3 separate regions of the Mus musculus genome follow, and all the other regions are linked to region 1. A link is a contact called in public HiChIP or PLAC-seq data. All regions are on one chromosome and are shown on one strand. The core of a region is the stretch at or near the end of the contact, and the rest is flanking DNA. Distances in the headings are between cores, read along the strand shown.

Region 1 (2,983 bases), core at 238-2,737:
CACTTGAGGAGTAAGGCAAAAAAGGATTTTTTTTTTATTTCTTATATAAGATACATAAAACGTGTGTGTGTGTGTGTGTGTGTGTGTGTGTGTGTGTGTGTGTGTAGTTTTTGAGGCAGGATTTTGCTGTGTAACAACCCTGGCTGTCCTAGAACTCACTAGACCAGGCTCTGACCACGACCTCACGGAGATCCGTCTGCCTCTGTCTCCTTAGTGCTAGGATTAAAAGCAAGCACCACCATGCCCGGCCAAACACATATTCTTTTTAAAAAAAGTTTGATGAACTCAACTGCACAAAAATATCTTAGAAGGAAGCAGAAATAGCAACAGCAAACTTGCTGTAAACAGCGTAAGAAATTACATCATAACGTCGGCAGGTTCATTTTGGCAGGATCTGTGACACTCCCTTGTAAGCTGTATTCCTTGCATCCTTGTAACCACCCCTCTAAGACAATGCTAATTGAAACTAATATTTGAAGACATTCGGGCACTTGCCTACAGGCATTTCACTGTAGGAAGTAAGAGTCAAGTTCAAGAAGCAGTTGAACTCAGGAGGATCTGGCTTCTAAGAGTTTGTCAATAACCAAGGACACAGAAGGTTAGGGGTCTGAACTGAGGAGTAAGATTGGGGTCCAGCTTTCTTTCTCCACAGTGTTTTCAGATAGAGCAGGTAACTACAGTTATGGTGCCCAGTACTCTTAAACCAATGGCAGGCACAGCAGCAGTCCTGCACTCTGATTGGTCCTGGTCTCTGGAGGCGGCCCAACAGCTAAGCCAATCGAACTGCTGATCACAGCTCCTCCCACCTAAGGACCCTTCCCTTCCTCCTTAATCCAAGGTCAAGATGGATCGAAAATAGCGTGTCTTCCCTAGACTGTCCCGTGAAACTTTCCCCAAAGTGACTGTTCATTTTGCCCTGTCCAGCGTGGCGACCACTGAGTCGCGGATGACTGCAGGGATAAACATGACTAAAAGCTTCTGCCTGTGGCTAGCAGCTACCACACGGGACAGCACTACGTTGACGTTGTTTTGATTAGATTTCTTCCAGAGCTGAGTACAGCGGTTGATTGGTTTTTCTGTTTGACTTCTGTGAATCTTGTCTTTGGATGTGATCCATTAAGCATAAGAAAAGAATTAAAAACAAGGAAAGTCTACTTGTGTGGCCCAACGGATCAGTGCTGAGCCCAGAAGAGACTCATCACAACGAATTCCTATTAACAACAGTTTCTGGTTCAAAATAACAGAAGGAGAAAACACAGCCTAGGGCACTTGGAACCCTAAGTAGCAGATGTTCCGGCTTCAAGGTCCAGGTAGAATGTGGATTCCAGGAAGAAGCTAATAGCTTTATTGTGGAACAAGCCCTCACTTAGGACCCAGCTGAGGGCAGACATTAGTTCTGGCCAAGTATTCAGAGCCCTCTGTCATTCCCTATAATCCTCCTGCGGCTCAGTGCTGCCACAGCGTTCCACAGTACAGGTCCAAACCGGAATCTGGAGAGGCTCATATTCCAAAAGTCAGAGGGAGCGGCAATGCCTGGGGCACTAACTATGGGAATAGAGTATGGCTTGCCTGAAGGCCTTGAACTCTGATTCCCCGTAGGAAGGCCCACTGCACAGTGGCTGAGACTTTTTCTGAAGAGATAACAGACTAGCAGAAGGTGACAGAGCAGAAGCTGAGCTGGGGACACCTCTGACGTGGGCCCTATCACCAAACCTTGTCCCTTAGGGCCTGTACGGAAGTTGCTGTGAGACAGCAGTCGGGGTAGGGCAGTGCCAACTGGGGCACTATCAGCAACAGACAAAAGAGGCTGTAGGGGCCCCTGTGGCAAGAGGACACAGCAGTACAGGGCTAAGAAGACTATTAAAGAAAGGTTTCCTCTCAAGTCCCAGGTTTAATGGTGACTTTTAGACAGATGACAGTAATGTTACAAGACAAAGACAGGAATGAACTAGAGGTTGAGGGGCCCGGGTATCATGCCTCAGAGGTCTGTCTACACATTAAGCAGTCCAGGAAGTACTTGTGTACGGTATGGAGAGGCTCTGGCTCCTTTCCTTAGGGTAAGGTGAGAGATGAAGATAAAGAGAGATAGCCTCTATCACACAGGATGTCCCATCTGCGCCCAGAGGATGTCTCTAGGCTGGATCCGCTCGAACAGCAAAAGCAGGAACTTATCTGGCTCCTGAGCGCGTTACAGAAGACCCCCTGACATGGGATCAGTCCTTCCTGATCTGGGAAGAGGAAGAGAAAGAGTCTGGGGTTCTTATGCTGCATCTAACATGTCCCCACATCTGCGTCCCCCACCACATATACACACCTAGCCAAAGACAGGAGGTGAAATGTTCTGATAAAAAACGGGAGTGGGGGCAGTTGCCATCTCTCTGTAAGCCCCTTCAGGAGACAGGCCGGACTGAGCCTCCTTTCTTCTGCTTTCTTTCTCCTTCACCTCCAGGCTCCGCCTCTGCACATGGCTCCCCAGTGATTCCCCACTCACATCTCTCCTTCATCAATTGCTCGACAGACGCTATCGACCCTTAGATGCTGAATGGCGCGGAACCAACTAAGGGTCCATCTCTGTGATGTTCCTCTTTCAGGGACTTTTCTCATGAAGCTTTTCTGGCTGGTTTTGTGTGTCAACTTGACACAAAGCTGAAGTTATCACAGAGAAAGGAGCCTCCCTTGAGGAAATGCCTCCATGAGATCCAGCTGTTAGGCATTTTCTCCATTAGTGATCAAGAGGGGAGGGCTTAGGCCATTGTGGGTAGTGCCAGTCCTGGGTTCTATAAGAAAGCAGGTTGAGCAAGCCAAGGGAAGCAAGCCAGTAAGCAGCACCCCTCCATGGCCTCTGTATCAGCTCCTGCCTCCAGGTTCCTGCCCTGTGTGAGTTCCAGACCTGACTTCCTTTGGTGATAAACAGCAGTGTGGAAGTGTAAGCTGAATAAACCCTTTCCTCCCCAACTTGCTTCTTGGTCATGATGTTTGTACA
Region 2 (2,983 bases), core at 357-2,856, 230 kb after region 1:
TTTTTTTTTTGCAGTGAGAGAACTATTTTTTTTTATTTTTATTTTTATTTTTTTTAATTAGGTATTTTCCTCGTTTACATTTTCAATGCTATCCCAAAGGTCCCCCAAACCCACCCCCCCAATCCCCTACCCACCCACTGCCCCTTTTTGGCCCTGGTGTTCCCCTGTACTGGGGCATATAAAGTTTGCAAGTCCAATGGGCCTCTCTTTGCAGTGATGACCGACTAGGCCATCTTTTGATACATATGCAGCTAAATAAAACTCTGGGACTTTTTTTTTTTTTTTTTGGTTTTTCAAGACAGGGTTTCTCTGTATAGTCCTGGCTGTCCTGGAACTCACTTTGTAGACCAGGCTGGCCCTGAACTCAGAAATCCGCCAGCCTCTGCCTCCCGAGTGCTGGGATTAAAGGCGTGTGCCACCACGCCCATCTTATTCAACATTTTATGAGAGATATTATTATTATTATTACTATTATTCCCATGGAAGAGAAATAACGTGTTAAAAATTAAATAATTTAATGTGTGCTAGAGCTAAGATTCAAACTCTGTCTGTCTGTCTTCTGACTCTAGGGCCTGCCTGTGTTCTGGCTCTGATAACTTACTATCATGTCTTTATTTGACACAGTCAGTAGGTCAGGGGAGCAGGCAGCAGGTAGAAGGGAAAAGTCTAGCCTCCTCTATATATCAAGTAGCTGCTGCTGCTGCGTAACAAGCCAGCTCGAAACGCAGTGCCTTAAAATATTACACATGCACTTAGCTCTCCAGCCCGTGTTTTGATCCGGGGCTTCCTCTGGTCTGGAATAGCGCTTTGCATGCTCTTGTGGTCATCTTCGGATTAACTGTGGGTTGATTTGTTGATCTTGGCCCGTCTTTCTTACCTGTCTGGGGCCTCAGCTGAGACAATAAGGCTGACTGACTCAGCTCTGCCTCACCTGCTTTCTTATCATCCAGCAGGCTAGCCTGGGCTTGTCCTCATAGTCAGTACAGAAGTGGCTAAGACCTTTTGGTCCTAAGCTCAGAAACCAGACCCTTATCGCTCTTGCTATCCAAAGAAGCAATGTATCTGTTACGCATGCTTACCCTGAACTAAAGCTTTTAATCCCTTTAACACTTCTATGGAGAGAAACAACTAGAAGCCCCATTTCACAGACAGGGAAGTTGAGTTATAGATGCATTAGGTAAACTAACCCAAAGGGACAGAACTGCTCAGTGGCAGGGGCATGATTATGATTAGAACCAGAACCGACTCCCTTAACTACTTCTCCTTATAGTCAGGTATTTGTGATACAGGGCTCCCCTGGGGAAGGACAGACAAAGGAGCTGGGCTAGGTCACAGAGCGCAGAGTGCCTACAACAGTGCCTGTACAACCGTGGCAGCTAGCCAAGTGAACCAACTTCTGTGACCTCCTTTTTGAAGAAGATCCCAAGAGACGGGAAGGGTCCTGCCTGAGGTTGTGTGGTACAGCCTGGGACACTGGCCCCACATCCCTGGAAATGTTTGCTTGTTTACATCTAAATTTTCTGAAAGAGGTCTCCAGCTGGGACTTCCCGTGTCTGGCTCAGTGACAGAGCTGTTTGGGGAGATCTGGGAAGCCCTTAGACCTCAGAAGACCAAACTGCTTCGTCAGCTTGTCAGCTCGGCATTGCACAAAAATAGCCCTGGTCGAGGAGGAAGGCAGGTACTCCCTCCCCAGCATTTCCCCTCCAGCCCCGCCTGGGCTCTAAAGAAAATGACACAGGGCTGACTGCACACAGCACGGGGATGTGGCTGGGAAGAGGCCTTCATGGCGACAAAGGAAGGAAATGAATATGCAGTATTAGTAATTATACTGTACACGTCCCAATTTGTATTTCAATATGTCATTTCCATGATAAAACTGCCGAAGCGAGTAGCTAATGATTCGGACTCCTGTCGGGGCGGCGGCGGGGGAGGAGAGGGTGGGCCCCCACCCCAAAAGAAAAATTGCCTTCAATGAGGAGCTCCTACATGGCAGATTGGCTGCTTACAGGGAAGGCATATCCCAGCAGGTGAAGATGCAGCCCAAGGCTTTTTATGAAAACAAGAGTCAGGGTTGACAGGGCAACTGCTGTAAGTGCCTGGGACCCCTCTTGCTCCAGGATGGAGAGGCAGGCTGCGGGATCCCTAGGCTAGATTAGAACAGAGATGCTTTTGGCTCATCTTACATGATAAAGTGTACGTTACTAACAGTCTTGCCAATGTGGCTGTCCCCTCTAGAGCTCACAAACCCATTACTTTTACACAAACCTTTCCTGCCCTTTCACCTGTGCTAATTTGCATATCTGAACCTCAAATTATATCGCATTCCAGGAACCAACCCTGACCACACTTGCCAGCAACACAGGCTCTACTTGGCGGGGAATCTGCTCTCTCTAGGGCCTGGTTTGGCACCTGCAACACACAACCACACCACAAGGCGACTGGTAGTCCCCTGATCCCCCAACCCTTTACAGGCACTGGTCTATGAATCCCCTCAAAGTAAAAGGTCCTTCAGGACCCTTTGGAGGAAGGTAGAGGAGCCACTAAGAAGAGTTTCTCCACTTTCTCAGCCCCAGTTCATGGTCAGATTCATCTAGCTTTAACCAAAGTTGAATTCCCAGCTTCTAGCTGGAATAGAATGGGATGCTCTGAAAAAATAACAGAATCGGTGTCTGGGCATGAAAAAATAATAATAGTGGCCCCATAATTGTACAGCGCTTTACCAATTACACGGCTGTTTGTGAGCACTGTGTCAACTGGTTCTCTCATTCCAGCTGGGTGAGGTGAGCACACAGGTATTATAATGAGTCTCACTTCACAGAGGAAACCAAGGCCCCAGGAGTAAGCAACCTGCCCAAGCACAGCTCTGTGCCAGTGTGTTTGGAGCTGAGACTTGAACCCTGCTCTCTCGGTCCAGCTCCAGGGCTCTGTCACTCAGAACCTGTCAGGGTAGCTTGGTGAACCAGGTCATCCGTGGCCTAAGATG
Region 3 (2,983 bases), core at 276-2,775, 200 kb after region 1:
TAGCCTAAGATCCACAGCTGAGAACAACCTTAACCTCCAGATCTTCCTCCATTTCCAAGGTGGTGTGATCACAGGCCTGTGTTACCAGACAGCTAGGTATACCACTGCCTTTGTTTTAAATTTGTTTTCTTTTATTGGGTTTTGTTGGGGGAAGGGTTGGGTTTTGGTTTCTTTGCTTTTCTGTTTTTGACACAGTCTCTGTACAGCCTTAGCTGTCTTGGGACTCACTATATAGACCATTCTGTCCTCAAACTCAGCTCTGCCTGCCTCTGCCTCCAAAGTGCTGGGATTAAAGGTGTGTACACTATGCCCACCCCCCATCTATGCTTTTTAAACACAACACCTGTATATATATCACAGTCTAATGGTTGTATAAGGGGGAAAAATTAAAAAGTTTTTCCTACCATCTGGTGCCAGATTTGTCTTGAAATTTAACATATTACACACATTTATATGTATAAGGGAAAAAAAAAACAACAACAAGAAAAAAGCCACCCAAACAGTATGTCATTAACAATGTGCTGCCATGCCTTTCAACTCAGTACTCTCAGGTAGCTATCTGTGAGCTTGAGGCCAGCCTGGTCTACATAGTGAGTTCAAGGACAGCTAGAGCTATAGGGAGATCCTGACTACACACACAAACACACACACACACACACACACACACACACACACACACACACACAGGTGCTTTCTTGGTGGTAGAATGTGTGACTTAATCCTTGACTCTGTTTCTGAACATTGAACAACACCAACAACAAAAAAATGAAACTGGGAAAGATGAAGCAGCCTGGGGACTCACACCTGTAACCTCAGTCATGAGCCTGAAACCAAAGGATGACGACAAGTTAGGAGCCAGGGTGGCCTGCAGGGTACCAGACAGGGCTGCCGAGCAACACTGTCTCAAAAAGAATGTGTGATGGGGGAAGACCATGTGATGGGGGAAATTCAAAACTTGAGCTAACTAAAAGATACTGCATACGTCACATCATTGCCAACTGGTAAACTTCACAGTAGAGAGAAACCACCATCTAGTAGTGAACGGCGACGGTTTATATCATGTGTTTGCATGTGCGTGAACTTTCCAGAGACAGGGCGGACATCACCTGGGGTGTTCAGTAAGAAGCAGAATAAGCCTGGGGGTGGGGAGGCACCCATCACAACTAACCCTTGTTTATTCTTACTGTTTTCTATCTGCTACCTATGTTAAAAGTGATGTCTTCATGACACAGTACCGCCTTTGTAATGCCTACAGTCTCTGAAAACTGTCAGAAAATGTTCACTATGGAAGTGAGCCATTGGCATGGCTGTGTTTGCCCTCTCAGAGATGTTTCATGTGACCTGAGTAGGTAGAGAGTTTCAAGGTATCAGCCTTCCTACTGTGTGGTGCGGTGCTGCTCACCCAGAGGCCGTGGGTCACGTGGCTGTCCCAGCTTCCAGTAGCTTACAGCTGTTTCATCTTCATCTTCTGGCACAGCAGACCCACATCTACCATCCAGTTGTATATTTATGCTGTTCCTGTCTCCACCCCTTGGGGTTATAGGGATACCCTAGAACACCTGGGCTGACCCACCATTTATGACATCAGTCATCTTTCAGATCTTACCCCAGCGTTCCATCCTGTTACACTTTTAACTACATGTGGGTTCAAAACCTTTTTGGAAGGCAGTGGGTACCTAATGCTAGGTAATAAATCACTCCAAGATGCAGATGCTTAAAACGACGCACTGAAGGGGGCTGGAGAGATGGCTCTGTAGTTAAGAGTACCTGTCACTCTTTGAGATCTTTTTGGTTCCCAGCACCTACAAGCAGATCACATCAGCCTGTAACTCCAGGCTCTTCCACCCTCAGCGATTCACTCACATGCATGTGCAGTCCCCACAGACACACTTGTGCACACATAGAGTAAGACAATGAACATTTGCTACTATATCAATGTCTACGAGGTTGAAAGTCAAGAACGTTGCTTGGAGTCTCGGAAGAAGTTGCAGCTAGGATGTCAGCCAGAGCCATCTGAGAATCTGGCCGGACTTGAGCATTGTGGGTACAGAGCCATCAGAGGATCTGGCTAGGCGTGAGCATTGTGGGTAGTAGCTGATGGTGGACATGAGGTGTCCCCTGTGTGGACTTTTCCTGGTCTTCTCTAGTGTCCTTGTGACAAGGTTGTGCACAGAGTAACTCAAGAACAAAATGGAAACCGTAGCACCTGGGCAGCTGCCATGTGCCTTCACTTCAGCCGGGTTTTAGCCTTCAAAAATGAGCCACTAGCTAAGTAGTACACACCTGTAATCCAGCATTCAGGAGGCTATCCTGGGCTTCCATGACAAGACCTTGAGCTGGCTGTAGCAATGCACACCTGTAGACCCTGCTACCGAAAAGACTCGGGTGGGAGGATAAGTTGAGCCTAGAAGCTGGAAACCAATCTAGTCAAGATAGCGAGGGTCCCACCTCAAGGTGGGGGGGGGGACAGGAAAAGGAGAGGAAAGATAAGCAAGCCACCTAGTCCCCCTAGACATGTTAATTTTTACCTTGGGAGAGAAGAGTGTCAAAGGATTAGGGTCTGTCTTAGTTGGCGTTCGATTGCTGGGAAATGGCACCATGACCAAGGCAATTTCTATGAAAGAAAGGATTTAACTGGGTCTCGCCCACAGTCTCACAGTTCTAGTCCACTGTCCTGGTGGAGAGCCTGGCAGCATGCAAGCCGTGCTGGAGCAGTAGCTGAAAGCTCTGTCCTGATCTTTTAGGCAGAAAGAAAGACATGAAATTCAAGCCCGCCTCCAGTGACACACTTCCTCCAAGACCACACCTCCTAATCCTTTTAATCCTTTCAAATAGAGCCAGTGTGTCCTGACTAAGGATTTACAAGTATGAGCCCCTGGGGCCATTCTCATTCAGACCGCCAATTAGTGACAGCCGTGAGGTGACAGCACAGTGGAGGGAAGGCACTAGGCGGGATCTCTTCTGAGTCGTGGGTGTTGGCTGT

The links. HiChIP or PLAC-seq counts read pairs in DNA pulled down with a chosen protein or histone mark.
Region 2: an H3K27ac HiChIP or PLAC-seq map of embryonic stem cells shows a contact between it and region 1, with 6 read pairs. The contact joins two enhancer-like sites. A contact is called at or near these places in 1 of 39 promoter capture datasets (fetal liver), 5 of 115 datasets of contacts at active chromatin or transcription factors (embryonic stem cells, extraembryonic endoderm stem cells and stem cell-derived neural progenitor cells) and 3 of 9 other capture datasets (embryonic stem cells, liver and pancreatic islet).
Region 3: a contact with region 1 is called in an H3K27ac HiChIP or PLAC-seq map of embryonic stem cells, with 5 read pairs. The contact joins the promoter of 1700001K23Rik here to the enhancer-like site in region 1. A contact is called at or near these places in 7 of 39 promoter capture datasets (the 3T3-L1 cell line, 3T3-L1-derived adipocytes, embryonic stem cells and 4 more), 2 of 484 Hi-C or Micro-C datasets (the AML12 cell line and embryonic stem cells), 5 of 115 datasets of contacts at active chromatin or transcription factors (embryonic stem cells and extraembryonic endoderm stem cells) and 3 of 9 other capture datasets (adipose tissue, embryonic stem cells and pancreatic islet).

Annotation. Positions count from the first base shown.
Region 1 is chr19:53,057,419-53,060,401 of GRCm38.p6, forward strand. The region is part of intron 2 of Gm30234 (a long non-coding RNA gene); the gene reads right to left. Among named protein-coding and RNA genes, the nearest start is that of 1700054A03Rik, 17 kb to the right of the region's middle. Within about 2 kb of position 1,488, at least 54 of the 459 cell types and tissues checked have an H3K27ac peak or open chromatin away from gene starts, as enhancers often do. A contact at or near this core is called in embryonic stem cells, where this site is marked.
Region 2 is chr19:53,283,000-53,285,982 of GRCm38.p6, forward strand. No RefSeq gene overlaps it. Among named protein-coding and RNA genes, the nearest start is that of Mxi1, 26 kb to the right of the region's middle. Within about 2 kb of position 1,607, at least 87 of the 459 cell types and tissues checked have an H3K27ac peak or open chromatin away from gene starts, as enhancers often do. A contact at or near this core is called in embryonic stem cells, where this site is marked.
Region 3 is chr19:53,253,680-53,256,662 of GRCm38.p6, forward strand. 1700001K23Rik (RIKEN cDNA 1700001K23 gene) reads right to left here and starts at 1,526. Exons shown (of 3, transcript NR_036590.1): 1 at 1,403-1,526.